Linked DNA regions of Sus scrofa: all the other regions are linked to region 3. The links are chromatin contacts, called in public targeted proximity ligation maps. All regions are on one chromosome and are shown on one strand. The core of a region is the stretch at or near the end of the contact, and the rest is flanking DNA. Distances in the headings are between cores, read along the strand shown. Region 1 has its middle 35 kb from the start of MRPL33. Region 2 has its middle 14 kb from the start of MRPL33. Region 3 overlaps BABAM2 (BRCA1-A complex subunit BRE).

Region 1 (4,124 bases), core at 1,471-3,970, 470 kb after region 3:
GAGAGAGAAAAAGAGAGAATGAGAAGACAAAGTGAGTGATAAGTACGGGAAAACATTACTGACTGTTAAATCCGGGAGAAGGATATTCAGAAGTTCATTGTACTATCCTGCAGCTATTCGGAGTTTGAGATTATTTCAAAATAAAAGGTTGATTTTTTTAAAAAAGAAATTTTCCATTTACCTATCTTCCATCTAGAAGGTGCCTGCAGAAAAGACCGTCGCTTGGGCTCTGGCGTCTGCTGGGCTGGGCTCCAAGGTCGACCCCACTGGTTTATTAACTGTGTCACTTCGACGGAATTACTTGACCTCCCTGGACCTCAGTTTCCTCATCTGTAAAATGGTAATGAAGCCAGTATTAATTTCCAAGAGAGGCAGTACACATAAAGCCCTGAATTTTTTTTAAGTGTAAGTACTCAAAAAATATGATCGTTATTACTCATTCCAAAACAATTTTGAAATAATTTGGTTTTCCTTTGGCATTACAAAAGTAATACCTGTCTCATTATGGACATTTTAGAAAATGCAGATATACAAGCAAAGAAATAAAAATCACCTGGAAAGCCCACATTCTGTGAAAATCACTATTAACACTTTGGGATTTGATTGGGTTGTGATAGGATTTACGTATACAGGATATAATATTTAGCAAATTGTTCAAGTTCTTTTGCAACATGCTTTGTTCACTGTATGCACCAGACATCGAATGAGTATCTACCGCTGCTCAAGGACTGGGTTTAATGCCGAGGAGTCTGAAATGAGTAAGACAGACATCAGCTCTTAGGAGCAAAATCTAGAGGCGTGTATTAGCCAATACTTAGAGGACAATTTGATGAAAGTCATATTGAGGAAAAAAAAAAAAAAAAGGAAAGGAAAGGGCCTGCCTGGCTTGGCCTGTAGGCATGAGAAGAGCTTCTCAGAGGTTCCAGCGGATAGACCTTTCAAACAGAAACGAGGAAGCGCCGACTGGGCAGAGCAAAGAGTACGTGCTGACCAGCGGAGGAGGTTCCTGGGCTGCTTCCGTAGTGGCTCATGGTAGGGGGCGGGGAGGGAGAGCAGCGTGCCTGTCACCCCATCCTAAGCGGCCGTGAATGCCAGGCCAGTGTTTCTGGACTACAGCACAGCCTTCGAGGGTTTGAACAGTCCTTCAGCCTACTAACTCTCCCCCTTACGACACAGGATTTAAAGTCCTACTTAGGAGGCAGATCGGCTGAGTTCAAATCCTGGCTGCATAGCTTACCAGCTGTGTAACTTTGGGCAAGCTCCTCAACCTCTCTGAACTTTGATTTCTCACATAGACAATGGGAGAAATAATAGACCTAAGTTCACTCACTTGCTGTGAGGATTAAGTGCATTTACAGTACATGGAGTTCCGCTGTAGCTCAGCAGGTTAAGGCCCCGATGTTGTTTCTGTGAAGTTGTGGGTTTGATCCCTGGCCTTGCTCAGCTGGTTATGGATATAAGCTGCACCATAGGTCACAGATGGGGCTGGGAGCTGGCATTGCTGTGGCAGGTTGCAGCTGCAGCTCTGATTTGACTCCTGGCCCAGGAACTTCCATATGCTGCAGGTGCATCTGTAAAAAAGAAAAAAAACAAGGAGTTCCCATCGTAGCGCAGTGGTTAACAATCTGACTAGGAACCATGAGGTTGTGGGTTTGATCCCTGCCCTTGCTCAGTGGGTTGGCGATCCGGCGTTGCCGTGAGCTGTGGTTTTGGTCAAAGACACGGCTCGGATCCCGAGTTACTATGGCTCTGGCATAGGCCGGTGGCTACAGCTCCGATTAGACCCCTCGCCTGGGAACCTCCATATGCCGTGGGAGCGGCCCAAGAAATGGCAAAAAGACAAAAAAAAAAAAAAAGAGAGAGAGAGAGAGAAAAACAAGAATTTACAGAACATATAGCATGCTTAGGGCAATGTCTGGAATAGATTAAGTAACAAGTATTTATTATGATTTTTCGCCTATAATCTCCTCAACCCTCTCTTCTAGCAGCTGAATCTTCAGTAACTTCTTTTTTTTTTTTTTTTAGGGCTGCACCTGCAACCTACACCACAGCTCATGGCAATGCCAGGTCCTTAATCCACTGAGCGAGGCCAGGGATCGAACTCGCAACCTCGTGGTTCCTAGTCAGATTCCTTTCCCCTGTGCCACTCCTGAATCTTCAGTAATTTAACTCCAATAATAAAGAGCAAGGTGGGATGTTCGGGGCTTCCGAGACCATAGAAGCAGACTCTGCCAGAGCTGGAGCCATGTGCTCCTTCCAGCCAGGGCCTGGGTGTGGGAGGAAGTCAAACAAAGGAGCCTCCTTACTTCCGGGAGCACACCCCCCCATCCCTCCTATCAGGAAGCTGTCCCCTGGGGCTGGGGCTGGGGCTGAGCCCACACAGCTGCCTCCTCCCTTGAAGGGAAAGCTCTGATGGGAACACTTTTCTCTGGGGAGGAAATGGGCAGGGAATGACATTCGCGTCCCCACCAGTATGCAAATGATCTTGTGAGACAAGTGATTTTGCAGGAAAACACATCCTGTTCTCTCCACAACATTTCCCTTGACGTCTGGGGAACCAGTTGGATGGCCAGGGCCACAGCAGTTGTTCAGAGAGCTCCTGACCACCAGCCCGTATCCCCCAGGAGCCAGAGGGCTGGGCACCCCTGGGTTTGGCAGCTGGAAAGAGAGCTGGTCTAGGGCCCCTCTCCAGCCAGCTTCCTCCAGACAAGGAAGAGAGGAGGCCTGGTGGACCAGCGTCAGGGGAGCCAGTAATCCCAGCCTCGGGGCTGACTCAGCCCATAATCCACTATGGACAAATCATTTCTCTCTCAAGGCCTTAGTTTCCTGATCTATAAAATGAGATGGTTACATCAGGTCAAGCGTTTGCAACTTGGGGAACACAGACCCTTAATGAGTAATAGGCCTCAGGAGGTTGGTGCTGCCCTCGACTGAATGCAAATTTCTAGGCACTTGTGTTGGGTTCTTGGTTTTTGTTTGTTTGTTTTGTCTTTTTAGGGCCATGCCTGAGGCATATGGAGGTTCCCAGGCTAGGGGCAGAATCTGAGTATAGCTGCCAGCCTACGCCACAGCCACAGCAACTCAGGATCCACCACGTCTGCGACCTACACCACAGCTCACGGCAACACCAGATCCTTAACCCACTGAGCGAGGCCAGGGATTGAACCTGTGTCCTCGTGGATGCCAGTCAGGTTCTTTTCCACTGAGACACGATGGGAACACCCTGGCTTGGGTTTTTCATCTCCACCAGACATGCACCTCTGCCTCCCCCTGGTTCCTTACAGAAGATTCAGCCAAGCCAGACTCAGCTTGGTGTTCCACAATTAAATCGGTTAAGTTGCTACAATTAAATTCTCAAGTTTTTCCAGCCAGAAAGTCCATCAAATTGAAGAGTGGAGACTCACTGCCTGGTCTCTGGCGGGGCGGGGAGGTCACCAAGCGTGTGAGGGAGTGACAGTCAAAGCAGTGGGCACCCTCTCCTCATCCAGGACACCTGCAGCCCTGAGGGCCTCAGCGTCTCCCACTCAGCCAAACCGCCCTCACCCTGGGGCAGCTTTGTGCTTCTGGTCTCCACTCACACCTTCTCCTTTGCCTACAAAAATATGCTGGTTTCTAGGCTGGCCTCTCCTGGCCTTAACTAAAATGTCTTCACAAGTTTTTTATGACCTGGAAAAATGCTTGTGATTTGGTGTTATGTTGGGGAAAAAAAAAAAGAAAGAAAGAAAAGAGGGCATATATACAAAATGGTATATCTATAAAAAGTCTCAACTCCAAAATATCAGCCATATAGAAATAGGTATGTTATATTGGAGTTCCCACCATGGCTCAGTGGAAATGAATCTGACTAGTATCCATGAGGACGCAGGTTCGATCCCTGGCCTCGCTCAGTGGGTTAAGGATCTGGCATTGCCTGGAGCTGTGGTGTAGGTCTCAGATGCCCCTTGGATCTGGCATTGCTGTGGCTCTGGTGTAGGCCAGTGGCTACAGCTCCCATTAGACCCCCCAGCCTGGGAACCTACATATTCCATGGGAGCGGCCCTAGAAAGGGCAAAAAGACAAAAAAAAAAAAAAAGATTAAAAAAAAAAAAAGGGAGTTCCTGTCGTGGCACAGTGGTTAACGAATC
Region 2 (4,235 bases), core at 1,184-3,683, 450 kb after region 3:
ACTGGACCCTTAACCCACTGAGCAAGGCCTGGGATCCAACCCACATCCTCACAGAGACTAGTCGGGTTCTCAACCCACTGAGCCATAATGGGAACTCCAAGACGTTTCTTAAAATAGCCATTTTTCTCACCCAAATTCCCACTCAACAGCTATACCCAGCCCATTCTCTCTCCAGAGAGCAGCTTCCCATGTTTTCTTACGCAGATTAAGTGTCTGACTTCTAGCATCCTTCCATCACAGCCATCATCTAATTCAGCCGTAAGAAATGGGGGCAGGGGAGCCAAGCAGCTCAGAATCCTCCCTTAGAAAGCTGGAAGGGAAGAAAGGCTGGAACTACCTGTGCCTCGGGGTCTTGATCCCAGGAGTGAGAACAGGGAAAGAGAAGGAAAAGGATGCCTATAGGGCCATTAGTACCTGAGGGTCCCTCTCCAGCCTCAAGACGGCAGCCAACAGAACAGGGCTGGGTTCCAACATGGCTGCCCTGATGTTCGCCTGCAGGCAGAAGGCGGGCGGTGAGATCCTGGGGACTCTCCCTAAGTTCCTGGGTCAACTTTACCCAAACTGGGGTAATTGCAACATATCTCTGTCTGTGAAGCAAGAGGTTTGAAGGATTCAGATGGTTTTGATGAAACATGGTGTGCGGCCAAAAGGGAAAAATCGGGATCCACATCTAGTTTGATATGCATTTCCTGTACGCCTTTCAAAAGATGTCTAAGATTCAGAATAACTGGGTCCAGTTTCATCTGGTACACGGTGAAGTTAAAGAGCTATGGGAATGAGTGTGTTTTGCAGGTTCCAAAGTTACTAATTAGTTCCGTGACATTAAGGTTAATGAGATAAAACATCTATAAATCAAGCTGACGCCTGATTCAAGAAGAAAGCCCCCAACTCCTTCTCCACCATGAAAACCCTATACTCTCACTTTTTCGGGCTATCCATTGGATTAGATTTGATTATGTGTGAACATATACACATGTATAATTATAAAATTCATACTTAAATTATATTTACCTGGCCCAAAGCTCCTCACTAAATTTATTCAAAACCGATAAGACAGTAAGGTGGATGTTAACTATGAACAGAATGAACGGATTTGATGAAAGTTTTAGGAGCGACCCTCCCCAAAGAGCGAAAGTCTATATATTAGATTCAAGATATGTGTCACTTCAAATGCGGACACAGAACTCCAGAAAATAAAATTATGGCTTTTATGGACAGAAGCTAAAGGTATTTTTGGAGCTTAGAGAATATTCTGATGAATCCTTTTGTAATTCGAAGGATCCTATCCCACTTACAGTCTCAATGTGTACATTTGGGTTTTTCAAGACGGTTATGAGTTTAGGATCCAGAGTAAGAGGAACCAGGAGCCCTGCCTTCTGCCACTTACTAGCCCTGTGTCCTTGGGCAAATCACTTACACTTCTGTGCCTCAGTTTCTGCTAAGAATAGAAGATCTCATAGAGTTTGCAGAGAATGAAATGTGATAACTCACGTAAATCTCTTCGCACAGGGCCTGGCACATAGTAAGCACACTGTGATGACCATGAGTGGTGTGGAGCCTAGCTGACCTCAGAATGTCCTTCTTGAGCCTTCTGCAGGCACTACATCGCCTTGAAGCCGGGGTGTAGTGAGACAAAGTTCTTTGCCATTGAGGATGAAGTTATGTTGCTCATGTTCAAGCTAGTTTGAGGGCAATCTGCATGTAGCAATTTTCCTTTGTCAAGGACTTGATGCACCTTCTCTTTTTTCTCTCTCACAGACCCTTTCCTTTTTTCAACTTAAAAGATTAAAAGAGTTACGGTGTTCTGGGCATCCAGATCCCTGGGAGATGGAGAGTAGCCTAGAGTCTCATTTACATTTGATAGACGTGGCCTGGAATGGAAATGGCATGCCCTAGGGCTTATTTTCAGGCTTTGGCTAACCGGAGGAAATTTCCAGATCTTTGGAGGCTCTCTCATCCTTTACACTGGATCCACTTCCTCCTGGAAGAACGTGTGGGAAGCATGGTCTGGTGGGAGCAGATTCTCTAAACAACTATCTCACTTCTGGATGACCCCAGTGTGAGTGTGTGTGTGTGTGTGTGTACACCAGTGCATGTCTGCATTCCTGGCAGGCAAAGATATTCTCTTCAGCTACAAGTTAAAAGAGCACAAGTCCACGGATGTGGGTAAACCCTAACACAAAGGATCAATTACTGGCTCTGATGGCCAGAAAGTGAACCCCACTTCAGTTAGGAGGGGAGAAGAGGAAGCTGAAGCTCTGCCAAGAGCAGAGCCCTGCAGCTGCAGCCCAGGCTGGCCCAGCCCCGCCGACCTTTGCTGAGTCTTCGAAGAACACAGGCCTGCCTGTTGCATCAGCTGCTACCCAGCCGCCCTTCCCTGCCCCACCCTGGAAAGTGGTAAGGCAGTGAGGCAACCACTCAGGCAGGGGGACGTCTGGGGGAAACTGTCTCACTCCTTCCAGCCAGGCCCCACCCAACAGGCACTTCTCTAATCCATGAAGGCCACGAAGGGAAAGCAGTCCTCCGGCCCAGAGTCGCCCCCACTGTCCTGACTCTGCCTGCACTCCCTTCCACTCCCCGCTGGGCACAGTGGGTGATAGACCTCTGAGCCTTCTGTTTGGGCCACGGTGGGCCCTTACAGAGGATAACATTGAAGCCCAGAGAAGCAAAATGACTTGCCAAAGAGCCCACAGCTAGATTGCATCAGCTTGTTCAGATCACAGCTCCCATATCCTCCCTCCTGAACAACCTCAGCAACAGCCAAAGGACCAAAGTGTTTGGCCTTGGCCAGTCTTTGAAGGGAAGCCAACACCTGAAATGAGTGCTCTGAGATCTGTGAAGCCATAGAAGGTGGAGAGTAGGATGCTTAGCAGATTCTAAGGAGTGAGGTTGAAACCCATTCTGAACATGTGCCAAAGAGTCCCTTAATCCAAGTCTTGCAGGAACACAGGCCAATTTCAGGCTCAGCTGGGGCAGGAGCAGACTGTCCGGGGAGGAGGAGACAGCCCTTTCTGGATCCGTCCCAGAAAGACGAACCGATGCCTGGCTCCACCTCAGGCCTTCAAGCCCCCTCAATCCTGGAATCTCCCAGGGCCACGAAGGCAGGTGGGCAGGTTTGAGGTTGAACTCAACTACCAGGCCCACTGTGGGGGCTCAGAATGGGCCAAGAAGGCAGCCATTGACAGAAGGTGTCAACATGGGATTCCAGCCTACTGGGTTGAGCTCAGTAACTACTGACAATGCTATTGATTTAAAGGGTATATGAGAAGCTATAACTACAAACAAATCCACATACATATCTTTGTTAAAAAACCATTTTACTGAGGTATGATTGATATACAACAAATTGAAGATATTTGAGATACACAGTTTGATAAGTTTGGACTATACACATTCTTCTGGGTTTTTTTTTTTTGGTTTTGGGGGAGGGGTTTTGTGGCCACAGCCACAGCATATGGAAGTTCCCAGGCCAGAGACTGAATCCAAGCCACAGCTGTGACCTATGCCACAGCCATGGCAACACCAAATCCTTAATCCACTGTGGATCAAACCGTGCCTCCACAGTGACCTGAGCCACTGCATTTGGATCCTTACTGCTTTGCCACAGAGGGAACTCCCCCCACATTCCTTATTAACATGTGGTTCCACTGATGCTCAGGCCAAGAGGTGGCCAGCGTCCCTGGGTCCCCTGCAGCTGAGAAGTGCAGCCTCGGGGAGCTTTAGCTGATGAAAAATCAACATTGGCTCCTGCCTTCCTGGGGCCTCGTTTTCATAACCACCTTCTTCAGCTTTTAACCTGAGGGCTGCCAGCAACAGGTGCTATCCTGCAGTTTTAAGGCTTTTTTTCCTGGACTCTGGAAACCTCGTGCTGAAAGTCTGATGCTGATATGACAGACCCTCCAGCTGTGTAGCTGGCACATGTGTTTCTGCTGAAGACAACATGTACTCTGACTGGCTTCTAGAATCGCCCACATTCTTGCAGACCCTTGGGATGTGAGAGCTCAGCCATGGTCTCCTGCTGACACCCAGGTCCTAGGTGATAAAAATTCTTCTACCCACCTTTCTGATCCAGGGTTCTACTTCTACAATGCAATTACTTGTCTTGAATTTTCACCAACATTTCAAAGGGGCAAGAGGCATTCTTCCTTCTTTTCAGCCTGCTGTACACAGGAGGTTTTTCCAGCTGCCAGTTAAAATGCCGGGGCCCAGCAGGTACCCAGTGGGCACAGTCCCAC
Region 3 (4,587 bases), core at 490-2,989:
GATCCCTGGCCTGTAACCTGCAGTTGATTCCATCACAATTTCTTTAAGAAGAGGAACTGTTTTCAAATACTAGTCCTCAGGAATAAGTGGATTTATTGTTCGTTGTAAATGTACAACCTTGAGGCTCCAAGGAATGGCTTTATTGCTCAGCTACTGCACACACAGAGGTTATTTGTCCTAGGAATTGACTTTTGAACCATATTTATTGGAAAAAACCCAATACATATATATATAAATATATATAAAACCATTATACTGGACACTTTAAATAGCCCATGTTTTTATTTTTCGATTATATTTCAATAAAATTGGGGGAAAAAAAAATCAGTGCATACCATAGCTCTCCTACACTAAAGCCACAAGCTTTTTTTTTTTTGCTTTTTTTAGGGTTGAATCTGTGGCATATGGAAGTTCCCAGGCTAGGGGTGGAATCGGAGCTCCAGGCTCCAGGTGCTGGCCTACACCACGGCCACAGCAACACCGGATTCGAGCCCTGTCTGCCACCTACACCGCAGCTCGGGGCAACGCCAGCTCCTTAACCCACTGAGCGAGGCCAGGGATTGAACCTGAGACCTCATGGATACTAGTCAGTTACTGGTGTAGCCACAACGGGAGCTCCCCACGAGCATTTCTCCCACACCTCCTTTCTCCTCACTGCACGCAGATTTTAATGGTCAACAGAAGATGCGAAGAATAAAAAAAATCCTTCTGCCTGACCAGGGTAGAGAAGTGTATCGACCTGGCTCCTGACTCGCAGTATTTATAAAGGCTCAGCCCCTTAATGGACAGCAGGAGGCAACCTCACCTACACACCACTGGTCTCTGCTCAAAGCCTGTGGGTAGCTGGAGCTTGGCTTGCGCACACACAAAAATGAAAAGATACCAGAAGATGCGATTGGCCAGGCTACTAGTACAGAGCACTTTATAATTTGTTTCCAAAGTGCCCTCATTTGGATTTTTACGGCAGCCCTACGTAGTAGGTAACGAGTGTTAACATACTCATTGCAGCGATGGGAAGACTGAGGCTTGAGATGGATGACTTACCCAAGGTTTAAGCCTGTTAAAAACTCAGATACCCAGGGCTGCACCCCGGAGAAGCTGATTTATATTAAGCTCAGCGGGTCTGAGGGGTGACCTGGTTCCCGAGTGGAGGCGAGTGCGGGTGGGTGGTCCTCACACCTGCTGTGCACGGCATCCGGAAGGTGCACAACAGGATGGGGGGCGGGGGCGGTGGTAAAACCACATTTGCCTCCCATCCCTGAGGCATCGGGTCACTGACTGTCTGAAGGGTGCTGTGGACGAAAGGAGATGACGAAAACACAGACGTGCCCTTAAGGAGCTCAAGGCCCGGCGTGGGAGACGTTTCAAGAAACAACTAGAAAAAAGGTGATCACTGCTGAATGTGCACATGGGAAGATGAAGCAGATCGCATGCGGGTAACCCGAAGGCAAGGCAAGGGAGCAGGCCAGTCAGGACTGCAGCGGGGAGTAAGGAGGACACAAGAGACTCTTCGACGAGGCAAGGCACGGGGTCTGTGGTTAGGAGCTCTGTGGGCAGCAGACCAGGGGGCCTGGGCCACACTGGGCAGCGTTCTGCCCCCCTGAGAAAAGCCCATGTCATACTTCAGGTGGCCCAGTGTGTCTCCAGGTCACAGGGCATCTGCCTGGGGAAGGACGAAGGAGATCTGAGGGTCCGGCCTGATGCAGGTCAAGGGTGGAGTGGGCGGGACAGGAAGTTCAAGTCAAAGGAGAAGTTCTGTGCCGTCATAGCCAGCGAGCTGTCCTGGAGCGACGGCAAAGGCTGGGGTTTGAGCCTGAACCTCGGCCAGTTTCATTACTTAACATCCCTCTTTTATACCCACACCTTCTAAACTTACACTGCAGCTCAGACCTTCCCTGAACTCAGGACGCACAGAGTCAGCTGCCTACTCAACGCCTCCGCTTGGATGCCTGCTCAGCGGCTCCACGTGGACGCCTGAAATGTGCTCCCAAGTGAGCCGCTCCCAAGCAAACCGCCTGCAAAACCGACTGCTCTCGCTCTCATCCCACTTCAGCCAACAGAGGCTCCAAGCGGAAGCTTCTCTTTTCTTTTTTCTCCCCCCTTTTAGGGCTGCACACTGCAGCATAGGGAAGTTCCTGGGCTAGGGGTCGAATCGGAGCTGCAGCTGAGGGCTACACCAGGGCCACAGCCACTCAGGATCCGAGCCGCATCTGTGGCCTATACCGTAGCTTGTGGCAATGCTGGATCCTTAACCCACTGAGTGAGGCCAGGGATCCAACTCACATCTTCATGGATACTAGTTGGTTTTTTAACCCGCTGAGCCACAACGGGAGCTCCTGAAAGCTTCCTCGGAGCCAGACCAATCAAGTGTAACTTCTCATCTAGATTCTCACCCCTGCGGATAAGCTGGGGCTGCTCCACCTCAGAGCACTGACTCAGCTCTTCTGCTGTTCCTCTGTCTGCAGCTCTCTTCCCAGGCATCTGCAGGGCTTGCTTTTTTTTTTTTTTTTTTCCGGTCTTTTGTCTTTTTAGGGCCTCACCCGTGGCGTATGGAGGTTCCCGGGCTAGGAGTCTAATTGGAGCTGTAGCCACTGGCCACAGCCACAGCCACAGCAACTCGGGGATCCGAGCCATGTCTGCAACCTACACCACAGCTCATGGCAACGCTGGATCCTCAACCCACTGAGCAAGGCCAGGGATCGAACCCGCAACCTCATGGTTCCTAGTCGGATTCGTTAACCACTGAGCCACAATGGGAACTCCAGGGCTCACTTCTTCATCTGCTTCAGGTCTTCCTCAAATACCACCTTCTCAGGAAGGCCTCCTCAACAACCTATTTACAATAACCCGCCTCCTTTCCCAGTAGCCCCGCCTCTTTGTTTTACTTTTTTACGGCCTGTTATCTCCACATAACATCCAGCATATTGTATTTGTTTATTGTCTTCCTCTACCCCCCTCATCACCCTTTACGAGATTCTAAACTCCTCCAGAATGGGGAGTTCTGTCCGTTCTGTTTACTGCTAGAACACCACAAATAAGAACAAGGCCAAGTTCATCAATAGGCACTCGATACATATTTGTGGTATTAAAGCTGAATGGATAAATAAAATACGAGAGTCAAATTTCCAAAATGCACATTAGCAGTCAGTAAATGTATCTTTTCTGAAGCAGTCACTATGAAAAAGAAGGTTTTCAGGCTCTAGGACAAGGTCTGGCAAACTTTTGCAGTAATGGCCCAGGCAGTCAATATTGTTCTTGTGCAGCCGTAAGGTTTCAGTGGAAACGCCTCCGCTCTGATGCCGCAGCAGGAAAGCAGCCATAGACAATATGTACATGAGAATGCACGGCTGTGTTCCCATAAAATGTTATTTATGGACGCTGAAGTGAATTTCACATAATTTTTACAAGTCACAGATTATTAGGCTTTAAATGTTTTCCTAATCATTTAAAAATTGTAAAGAATATCATTCTTAGCTCACAGACTATACAGAGCAGGCTGCAGGCTGGATCCGGCCAGTGGGCTGTAGTTTACCGACTCTTGATCTAGGATTAGAGGATCACTTGACAGTTCCCCAGAGGCTGGAAGGTAGGAAAAATATTCAGGAAGAAACAAAAGCCAAAAGACCCAGATTAGATTAACCAAAATGAAAAGCAGGCCCTTTGGTCAACCCTCTTAGCAACTCCATTTGATCAGCAGGTAAAGCACAAAAATCAGCCTTTTCCAGGCCAAAGGGTGGGGTGAACGACTAGGCAGCTCGTGGACTGTGGGAGTTCTCAGAATGATATTGGATTAGAGCTGTGCAAGAGCGAGCTATTTATACGATTTCAAATGACGCTTGAGGCATATTCTGGTGCTTTTACTTCTATGCTAGGTGAAAATGCTGCCTACAAAAGCCTTCCTCCCACCCAAAATACTAGCTGTTCGTTGGTGACTGAACCTCAGAAATATTAAGATGAATCATATCTGCTCTTTTCACAGTGCAAGAAGAGATAATTTTAAAACTCAGAAAATGTCTCAAACCACACAATAGAAAAGCTGCCCAGCCTGAATGTTGTAAATAAATAAGAGCCCAGTCCTACATGGACACCTTCCTCGCTTAGATTCCAAGGCAGTGTCCTAGGACCTGACTCCAGGTCGGCTGGTGTTAAAAACGTGTCGGTTCTGAGCATCTGAGGATGGAAGGCAGCCTCTGCTGCCCAGCCCTCTTCCCCGGGGCCCTCCCAGGTTAGCTCTGCTGTGCCTGGTAGCCCACAGCACTCAGCCTGGACTTTCTCAAGCTGCTCTTCTTCTCACCTGCAGGCAGCTCGCGGCGCCCCATTTACCGCGCTGGGCCTGGGCTGGCCTGAAAGGCGCCAGCGGACGGCCGCTCAGTCTTTCCCCAGGCCCAGGACAAGGACACCATGCGTTCTGCTTCCCGCTGCTCTGCTCGGAGAGGCAGGTATTTTTGCTTTGATCCCTAAGCCCTGTTTTCTTTCTCTTATTACTAAACAGTTCCCTCCCCATCTCCCTGCCCCCCCACCCCGCTCTCTTTTTTTTTTTTTTTTTTGCAACTTCATCATTTTTCCACATTGCACTGGTTGGCACAG

Evidence for each region.
Region 1: a contact with region 3 is called in a targeted proximity ligation map of alveolar macrophages, with 4 times the contacts expected there. A contact is called at or near these places in 2 of 2 datasets of targeted methods (alveolar macrophages and skeletal muscle).
Region 2: a contact with region 3 is called in a targeted proximity ligation map of alveolar macrophages. A contact is called at or near these places in 2 of 2 datasets of targeted methods (alveolar macrophages and skeletal muscle).

The regions. Positions count from the first base shown.
Region 1 is chr3:111,472,126-111,476,249 of Sscrofa11.1, forward strand. No RefSeq gene overlaps it. Among named protein-coding and RNA genes, the nearest start is that of MRPL33, 35 kb to the left of the region's middle.
Region 2 is chr3:111,450,413-111,454,647 of Sscrofa11.1, forward strand. No RefSeq gene overlaps it. Among named protein-coding and RNA genes, the nearest start is that of MRPL33, 14 kb to the left of the region's middle.
Region 3 is chr3:111,004,857-111,009,443 of Sscrofa11.1, forward strand. All of the region lies in intron 7 of BABAM2 (BRCA1-A complex subunit BRE), which reads right to left. Among named protein-coding and RNA genes, the nearest start is that of FOSL2, 160 kb to the left of the region's middle.